2 separate regions of the Sus scrofa genome follow, and region 1 is linked to region 2. Evidence: chromatin contacts called from public Hi-C data. All regions are on one chromosome and are shown on one strand. Each heading gives the region's core, a stretch centred on a gene start, on an enhancer-like site or on the middle of the called end of the contact. The rest is flanking DNA. Distances are from core to core; before and after follow the strand shown. Region 1 overlaps MARCH2 (membrane associated ring-CH-type finger 2). Region 2 has its middle 25 kb from the start of ADAMTS10.

Region 1 (4,088 bases), core at 631-3,130, 160 kb after region 2:
CTGCAGAACCAGCCTCCTGCCTGGCACCTCCCTCCGCCCCTTCCTTCTTGCAAATACTTACTGAGACCAGGAAAGGCCAGGCCCTGACAGGTGCGGGGCGTTTCTGCCCCATTTTCCGGATGGGGAAACTGAGGGCACAGAGGGCCTGACCCATTTCTGCAAACTCACATGACTGGTCATCCACAAAGCCAGCATCAGAGCCCAGGAAGCCTTGCTCCAGGGCCTGTATGCTCTTGGCCACTGTGCTACACTGCCTGCCACGCTACTCTGCCTGCCACAGATGATGGAGTAAGAGGAATGGGCTTCATCACAAAATTCTGGTGAATGGAATGGAAAGAGTCCCTGCCCATATAGAACTTCCATGCCCATCTTGGGAGGCATGACACACAGCAGATGATCAGGGCGGAGAAGGCTTTGCTGAGGAGGTGGCACCGTAGAGAACCAAATGAGCAGAAGGAGCAGCACGAGGAATGGAGGAAACAGCGCTCCAGGCTGTGGAAACAGCACGTGCAAAGGCACTGGAGTGGGAGTGTGTGGTCCAGACAGAGTGCAGTGGGGCAGGAGGCTAGAGCATGAAAGAAAGAGTTGGGGGGCGGGGTTCAGGCAGGCTGACTCTTCCTTCCACTGCGCTTTTAAGAGCCCAAGTCCTCTGGAAGCCAGGGACCCTTCCAGGAGCCCCTACATCACCCAATCCCCAGCTTCATTGCCCTGCAGCTCTCAGCTGCCCAATGCCAAGCTGGGCAGGGAGGAGCCTAGAGGGCACCCAAGTGGTCAGCAGGGCTCTAGGAAGCTGTGTGGCTCCTACCAGGCCTGGGAATAAACCCAGATCCGTTGACACTCAGACTACAGTTTAAGCTCCAGGTTTGGCCCACAAAATGTAGTAAGGCCACTACCTCTCCTTCTAGGCTCTCCCCTCCTCTAAATCACTCCACTCAAGCCACATGGGCTCTCTCAGGAACACCAAGCTCCTCCTGGCCTCAGGGACTTTGCAATGGCTGTGCCCTCTGCCAGGACTGCCCTTCCCCAGGTTGGGACTCCTTCTCATTCCTTAGGTCTCAGCTTTAGGTCACCTGAAGTGACCAACACAGGAAGGGGGCACAGGGTCTGTCAGGTCTGGAACCTCAGGCCTGCCTTACCCACCCCTATCAGCAGAATTGACCCTGGGGAGAGGAGAGATTCTCCTCATAGAGAAGCCATTTCCCCAGCCCACCAGGATTCCTCCAGGGCAGCTCCCTTCTCTGGCCCCATGCCTGTCTTCCTCCCCTCTGCCCACTCCAACCTCAAGGCTCCCAAGGGTACCTCTGTGAGGGGCCGGGGCCGCTTCTCCACTGCAAACTCCGTGTGGCACAGCTCACAGTAGCTGGTGTTGGATGAGGAAAGCCACCTCTCCAGACAGCTCTTGTGCACGGCGCCCAGTGTGCCAGTGCAACCACAAGGAGACAGCAAGCTCTCCCCATTCGCTCCCTCATGGCAGATCCGGCAGAAGGGACCATCACTAGACACAGAGATGGGACATGTGAATAACAATCAAGCTTCTTGCCTGTGCCTGCTTCACTACACAGTGAACCCCAGCTCAGCATTGCCCCTATGCTGCTACTTGGCAAACTCCTACTCAACCTTCAAAGCCCAGTTCCAAATGACCTTTCCCCTGGAAAACCTTCCCAGATTCCCACACTTAGAGTGACAGGATCCCTCCCCAGCATTGCTAAGGCACGTTTTTCGGTCCAGGGTGAGCATCCCTTGTGCCTGCCCGCCCAGCGTCCACTCCTCCTTTGCCTATAATACTACCCTGATTGTGCTGGGCAACCATCCCACTCTCAACTCTTGGTCCTCAAGATGACACCCCTGATGATCTCAGGCATGACCAATCAAAACACCACACACCCCTGGCCACAGGGGCTGACTCAGGGAAGGTCATGTGTGATGCAATCAAAATCACAGGGACTTAACTCCTGAAATTCTTTTTCTTCCCTAAACTCCAAAACTACAGGCAGCATGGCTGATATGTTTGGAGCTGTAGGCAACAGCCTGGTCTCCAGGTGGAGTCTGCGAATGATGCCAAAACCAAGGGTCACAGAGGAAAGCAGAGCCAAGAGATAAGGAGAGGCAGATTCTCAAGGACATCATCTGGATCCAGCCGCACCTGAAGACCATGCTACCTGAGCAACCTATATATCCAGGGAGAAGAGGTCCTTGGCTCCTCTGCTCTAGTGAGGCTCAGAAAACAAACATAAAAAATGTCTGCAGGAAGCTGCTTCAGGGAAGTCTCAGCCCCAGCCCGGTCTCTGGGGATGCTGGATCCTTCCTGGGGCAGCTCAGGAGACCAGGGGCGTGGCCTCGGTGGGCCCAGAGGCTGTCCAGCACATGAGTCATTGTTTTCCAGACATCTCTGCCCAGGGAGCGGACTGCGGGAACACTCGAAGGAGGCGGAGCAGTAGTACTGTTTTTCAGATAACACCAGTTTCCCCTCAGAAACTTTCTATCCTTTTCTCAGTGTGTCCTGCCAGGGGCAGGGCATGGCTATTTGAAACCAAGAGGCTGAGCTGAGCCCTCAGGTCTGCTTTCTGGTCCTAGGTCCTGGGCCCAGGCTGCTGCTTTCTCCCCGCAACGTCAGAAGGGCACTCTGGCTCCGCTTGGCTCCCACCCTGCTCCCAGGCTCCCCACACACATCAAGTTAATAGGAAAGGGATCCCTCCCCCGGAAACCAAGCTGAGAGGTGGAAATGATGCATATCTTGCGGGATGATCCACGTCAGTTCAGGGTTTGTCCCGGGGCACCCTACTTTGGAGGTGCAAGTTCAGAGAAAACAAGACACAAGAGCACTGATTTTTTCTTGAGCACTTAGGAGGTACCACGCCCCATTCAAGGGTAACATCTGGGTTAAGCGGTCTTGTTCTCACAGGGAGCCTGTGAGGAAGGCCCCCCTTGTACAGATAGGTTAAACAGAGGCATGGAGGGGTTAACCTGTTTGTGCAAACTCACATAGCTAGTGGTCGGTGAAGCTGGGATTTGAACCCAGGAAGTTGCTCCAGGGCCTGTGTACCCTGAGCCACTCTGTTGCCTGCCACAGGTGGTAGGGCAGCAGAAATGGGCTTCATGCTTGAAATTCTGGCAGGGAAATAATGCAAATGACATGAATGAGGAGGAAATGGGATGGGGCAATGGGTAAGAAATCCAGTGACCCCGGTGGGGCCACCCAGAGCATACCCCATGGGCAGGAGAAGAGAGAGCATGAGTGAGGAAGAAAATAAGAGCCCTGTGGAATCAGGCAGCAGGAGGAGGCCAGATGGGAGGGCCAGGGGTGCAGAAATGCTCAGGGCAGCTTCCAGGAGGGTCGGGGCCAGCTCACAGAGGTCAGAGGGGCCCAGATGCTAGCCCCAAGCCTGTGCCTCTGTGGGTTGTCCTGGGCCCTGGAGAGGCTTCTTGGGCCTTCCTCTTTGGCCTCTGAAGGTTTCAGGGTCCAGAACTCTCTTCCCCACTGGGGGCATCTTGTGCCCCCAGGAATCAGAGTCTCCTTTGAAGTGAAATGGAAGGTTGATTGATTTTATGGTCATGGAACCAGCCAGGCACTGATTACACTATCTTTGTCCCCCACCCTGGCTGCTCACGGACGGCAGGGGCTGGCTGGGAGGAGGAGTCACAGGGTGAGGGGAAGGAGGAGGACAGCAACCTGCTTGCGTGGCCTCTGCCAATCCCGGCCCCTCCCAGCACTGACGCCTGGGGAGACTGACCAGGAAGCTGCAAGGAAGGCCACTTCCCTGAAGGATGATGACCCTGTGGAATAATAGCAGCCTTCCCTCTGGGAAGGGTTGTTCTTTTGCCCTGGCCTTCAGCCTGGGCAAGGTGGGGTTGGGCTGCCTCAAAAGGCAGAGGGGATAGCCAGCAAAAAAGAACATCATCTTGCTATTTGCAGCTGCATGGATGGACTTGGAGGGCTCTATGCTAAGTGAAATAAATCAGAGACACAGATACCATAAGCTCTCACTTATATGTGAAGTCTAAAAAAATACGGCAAACTAATGACCATAACAAACAGGCAAAAAAAAAAAAAAGCTGACTCACAGATAGAACAAACTAGTGGTTACCAG
Region 2 (4,674 bases), core at 1,104-3,603:
GGGTGCAGGCCTAAGAAGCAAAAAAGAAGAAGAGGTGCTGGGACTGGTCCTCTCTGCTTTTCCTGGCAACTCTGCAACTACCATGGAAATGAGCTTAAACTAGCCTGCTGGAGAAGCCATGTGGATGAGAACCAAGGCACCCTAGCCCACAGCCTGCGACTACCAGGCACATGCATGGAGCCATCCGAGGTTATTTGGCATTTGGTCTCAGCTAAGCCATCAGCTAACTGTCATCCCATGAGTGACTCCAAGCAAGATCAGCAGAAGAACTACTCAGCTGAACTCAGCCCAAATCTTCAACCCACAGAATCAAGTGTTAATAAATGACCATCTTTTCAAGCTACTACATTTTAGTTTGTTACACAGCAAAGGCTAACTGATACAATGGTCAAACATACTCTTTGGAAGGAGATACACAAGCTTATGAAAGTGCAGCCACTGACTCTAACCACGCGAAGACCCTTGGTGTGGTTAACCTGTATGTTTCAGGGCCAAGAATTCCACTTTTTTCACCATGCAACCACTAGGTGGCGGGAATTCTTTATCTGGCTCAAACTTCCACTTAAGCCAGAAGTACAGCCTAAGGAATCAATTTGTGTCTCCACTATAAAGCAAATAACAAACCAAAAAATATATATATATATCATTATCTTGATTTTGCAGATGAGGAAACCGAGGCATGGAGAGATTACATGTCCTGCTGGTAAGGGCTGGAGGGTTTGCATCCGGGCTGACTCTACAATTAATTACTACCTTGGGCTGACACCCAGTTCTATCACTGATTATCTGTGTAACCTGAACAAGGCGCTATGCTCTTGCACCTCTGTCTCAACTCCTATAAAATGAAAGAACTGAACTAAAATCAGAGGTTCCTAACGTGGATGAAAAATCATGATACCATATAACTGTTCAAAAAATCTGTGGGGTAAATATATTTGGGGGCAGGGCAGAGGGGAGTTGGGGGCAGTGGATTGGAGGTGGTCTTTCGATTCCCATATGAGTCTGGGATCCAGAAAAGGTTAAGTATAGGAGTTTCCACTGTGGTACAGTGAGTTAAGGATCCGGCATTGCCACAGCTGCAGTGGAGGTCACAGCTGAGGCTGAGATTCTATCCCTGGCCTGGGAACTTCTCTATGCCACAGGTGTGGCTGCAAAAGAAAAAAAGAGAGAAAAAGGAAAGGAAAGGAAAGGAAAGAAAAGCATTGTATAATATTCTCTCGAAGACCTATTCCAGGAGCCCGTTTCCTATTCAAGTTGATACCAAATGTGACAATTACAATTATGCAGAAATCAAACAAGCCTCACAGAGAACAGTCTCGGGCAATTTGGTCCATATGACAGCAGTACTGAACTATGGTTCAGGTTAAGCATGACCCTGGTCTTAATTCCAGGCTTGAGTGGAATGCCTGTTTCTTAGCACAGCCCACACACTTGTCTTGGAACTAGACCAGTTCTGGGCTTGTCCCATACGTCATGACCTGCCCCAGGGGTGGGGGGGCATGCAAGGTTCTGCTGCCACAGCTTTGACCTCTGAGCCCTAACCATCCACACCCTGAGAAAGCAGTTAGCGACAATTACAGGAACTGCCCAATAGCCTACAGCAGACTCTGTCTGAAGTCGCCCATGCCTCATTTTCCAGAAGTCTGGTTCATTGTAACTGTTTCTGGGCTCTTGATGTTTCCTAGGAATGAGCTGATTTTGCAGATGAGGAAACTGAGCTATGGGGAGATTACATCTCCCACTGATAAGGGCTGGAGCCAGGTTTTGCATCCAGGCTGATTCTACTATTACTGCTCACTGCAAACCTCCTCTCCCTGTTCTGTGCCAGTCAGCTCACATCTGCCCCTGCCTGGACTTTCCACAGCCAACTCTGGTCCAACTAACTGCTTCCAAGCCTTTTCACGACCACCCAGTTCACTCTGAGCAGGTCATAAACTTTGCTGTGGTGCAGGAAGTGTGCAAACTTTTCCTTTGGACGGTGGAATGTGTGTCAAGCAACATCTTTGGGAAGCTCATCGCAGGAGCTCAAACAATGTGAAAACCTTTGGGATGGCAGCCTCTTGGGGAGAACACCACATCTTGTGGGCCACCCTCAGGGCAATCAGATAAGTGTGTAGGGATCACACGCGGGTGGTCTGGGGGAGATCAAGAAAACTGAACTGATTCCCCCAAAGGGTTGGCCCCATGAAGGCAGGTAAGATCAAGGATTCAGCAGGCAGTAACTCAAGCCAAGAAGCCAGCATGAGAACACAGGCCCTGGGAATTTGCAGACATCTCCAGGAGGGCGCTGGGCTTCCCGCAGGTCGTGGGAGAGAGGCAGGCGCCAAATCTCTGAGGCCTGAGTAACCCCGGCTGACATCTGGATAACATCTGTTATACAAAAGAGCCTGTCCCAGCCAGAGAGCAGTAACCCCAGCAGGGCTTTCAAACACCCAGCAGGGTTTTTTTTTTTTAATAGCTTTAGCAAGATTCTTTCACAACAACAAACTCACTAAAAGCTACTCGGCTCAGCTGCAGGGCAGACACACCCTGAGACACACTTAACCACCACACGTAATAACAGCCTAATATTTCATGCATGTTCAGTATGCGTCAGACACAGTACTATCACTTTCCACATATTAATTCTTATAATTCTTATAACAACTCCTTGGGGTCAGTGCTATTGTCATCCCCACGCAGGCAGGAGGAACTGCTTTAACTGCCCTCCCAGACTGAAAAACCAAGCACCATCTTTCTCCCTAGAGCCCTGCATGACCTGGTCTGTCCCTTCTCTGCTCTCACCTCCTCCCTCTCCACCCCTCTCTTTCACTCATTAGCTTCCAACCACGAGGGAATTTACCAAGTAAATTCCTGCCTCGGGGCCTTTGCACATACTCCTCCCTCTGCCAAAGAGGCTCTCCCCCCTGAAGCACTGCCCAGCTCACTGCTCATGGCCTTCCATTCTTTACCTGAAAGTCACCTAAAACTGCACACCCCTCCCCTCATGCACATACATGGCACTCACTGCCATCTGGCATGTTGAACACTTTCATTTCTCCATCTGTATTGTCAGCCAGGCCCACAAGAGCAGGGATTTGTGTCTGTTTTGTTCACAAAGTGCCTGGCACACAGTGGGTATTCAGTAAGTATTCGCAGAACAAATAATCCACAATGAAAGAGGACACGGAGGCAGGGAAAAATTGGGTGATTCACCCAAGCCCACAGTCCTTAAGTGGTAGAAGCCAGATTCAAACACAGATTGAATTCCCAGGCTTCCTAGTCACTGTGCTCCTTTTCCCTAAACACATCCCTGTGCACACAACGGCTAACACCTACACATTCACAAATGTATACAACCGCTTGTAGCCAGAGCATCCGCAGGAGGCTTTCCCGCAGCCACACCCCCTCACTCAGGCCCACCCTCAGCCCCCAGGCTCCTGGCCCCCAGCTCTCACCTCCTCAAGCCCTCAGGCCCCAACACCCCAAGCCAGGACTGCACCCTGGAAATTTTGCTCAGCATGGTCAAGATGTTGCTGTATCAGGGCGTCCGTGTGTGAGCTGCTATAGGCCACCCGCCGAGGATGGGGGCTGATGGCGGCCAGGTCCAGCACCTCACCCTGGGGAGGGAAGGCCCTGGGGGAGTTGCTGGAGTGGCCAAGGGCGCAGCCAACACAGCCCCCTTCCCATTTCCTGGGCCTTCTCATTGCTCGTGTCCGCATACACCCGGACCTTGGAGAACCTAGGGTGCGTTACGCAGGCTGTTGAGCCCCCACTCTCTTGATGTCCCTTCCCCCATCAATCTAGGCCCTCATTGCAGCCCAGCTGCCCGTGCGTCTCCAACTTTCAGGTCTGATGCAGGTGGCCGTGCATCGTGGCACAGGGCAGGCAGCAGAAAAGCACATCCTCCCTTCACCATCCACCCCGTCGTTGCCTCCGCTCGGTCCTTCCTTGGAGCCACGGGTCCTCTCAGGCTCCTCCCTCAGCCCAAGCCCTGCCCCTTCCCGGCCCCAAATGCACCGTCACTCTCCAGGGCAGCTGCAGAGTCAGCATCGAGGCACCACCAAGGCTTTAGAAGACTTCCCACCTTGGAGACCACGCCTCCTAGGCCTCCTCCAAGGCCCTGCCCCGAATCAGGGCTCTGCCTTCCTGCCTCCAAGAGGGATGCTCCAAGGCCCACTCACACTCTTGCCCCTCCCAACTGCAGCCCAGGCCCCGCCCACTGGCCCCGCCCGGTCATTGTCTTCTTCCAAGTGTGAAGCACGGGGTCACTCACAGCTGTGTGATGCCGGCTGGCGAAGTCGCCAGGGTCCTCTCAGCCATCAAGACCTCTTCAATTCCAGGGGCTTCTGTCTTTGAGCTGCTCCCAGACAGTCCCAGGCCGAGGCCCCACATGCCCAATGTCCTGCCCTGCGGCTTCCACCCATGACACACGCATCGCGCACCATGGCCTGCGCCGAGCGTAGGCATCCGTCTGATGCTGCGGCGCTGGTGCTGTAGTGGGAAGAGGTAGCAGCGCAGATCGTGCTGCCTCAGAGCACCTAGACGCCCCGCGAGCACAGGGCCTGGCAAACTGAAAGGGCGCGCGGCACTTGCCCGCCAGCTCAGGTGCTCCTTGCAAGTGCTTGAGTTGCCGCTGCCTCCCCGCACACAATACGCGCCCCTGAGCCTCTCTGGCTCCTGCGGGGTCAGAGG

What was found. Hi-C and Micro-C count contacts between places; a contact is called where the count stands out from the background.
Region 1: a contact with region 2 is called in a Hi-C map of embryonic fibroblasts, with 2.1 times the contacts expected there. The contact joins two enhancer-like sites. A contact is called at or near these places in 2 of 47 Hi-C or Micro-C datasets (embryonic fibroblasts and omental adipose tissue).

What each region holds. Positions count from the first base shown.
Region 1 is chr2:70,866,156-70,870,243 of Sscrofa11.1, forward strand. MARCH2 (membrane associated ring-CH-type finger 2) reads right to left here. Exons shown (of 5, transcript NM_001244915.1): 3 at 1,300-1,495. Among named protein-coding and RNA genes, the nearest start is that of MARCH2, 9.2 kb to the right of the region's middle. Within about 2 kb of position 1,881, at least 35 of the 83 cell types and tissues checked have an H3K27ac peak or open chromatin away from gene starts, as enhancers often do. A contact at or near this core is called in embryonic fibroblasts and omental adipose tissue, where this site is marked.
Region 2 is chr2:70,707,143-70,711,816 of Sscrofa11.1, forward strand. No RefSeq gene overlaps it. Among named protein-coding and RNA genes, the nearest start is that of ADAMTS10, 25 kb to the right of the region's middle. Within about 2 kb of position 2,354, at least 14 of the 83 cell types and tissues checked have an H3K27ac peak or open chromatin away from gene starts, as enhancers often do. A contact at or near this core is called in embryonic fibroblasts and omental adipose tissue, where this site is marked.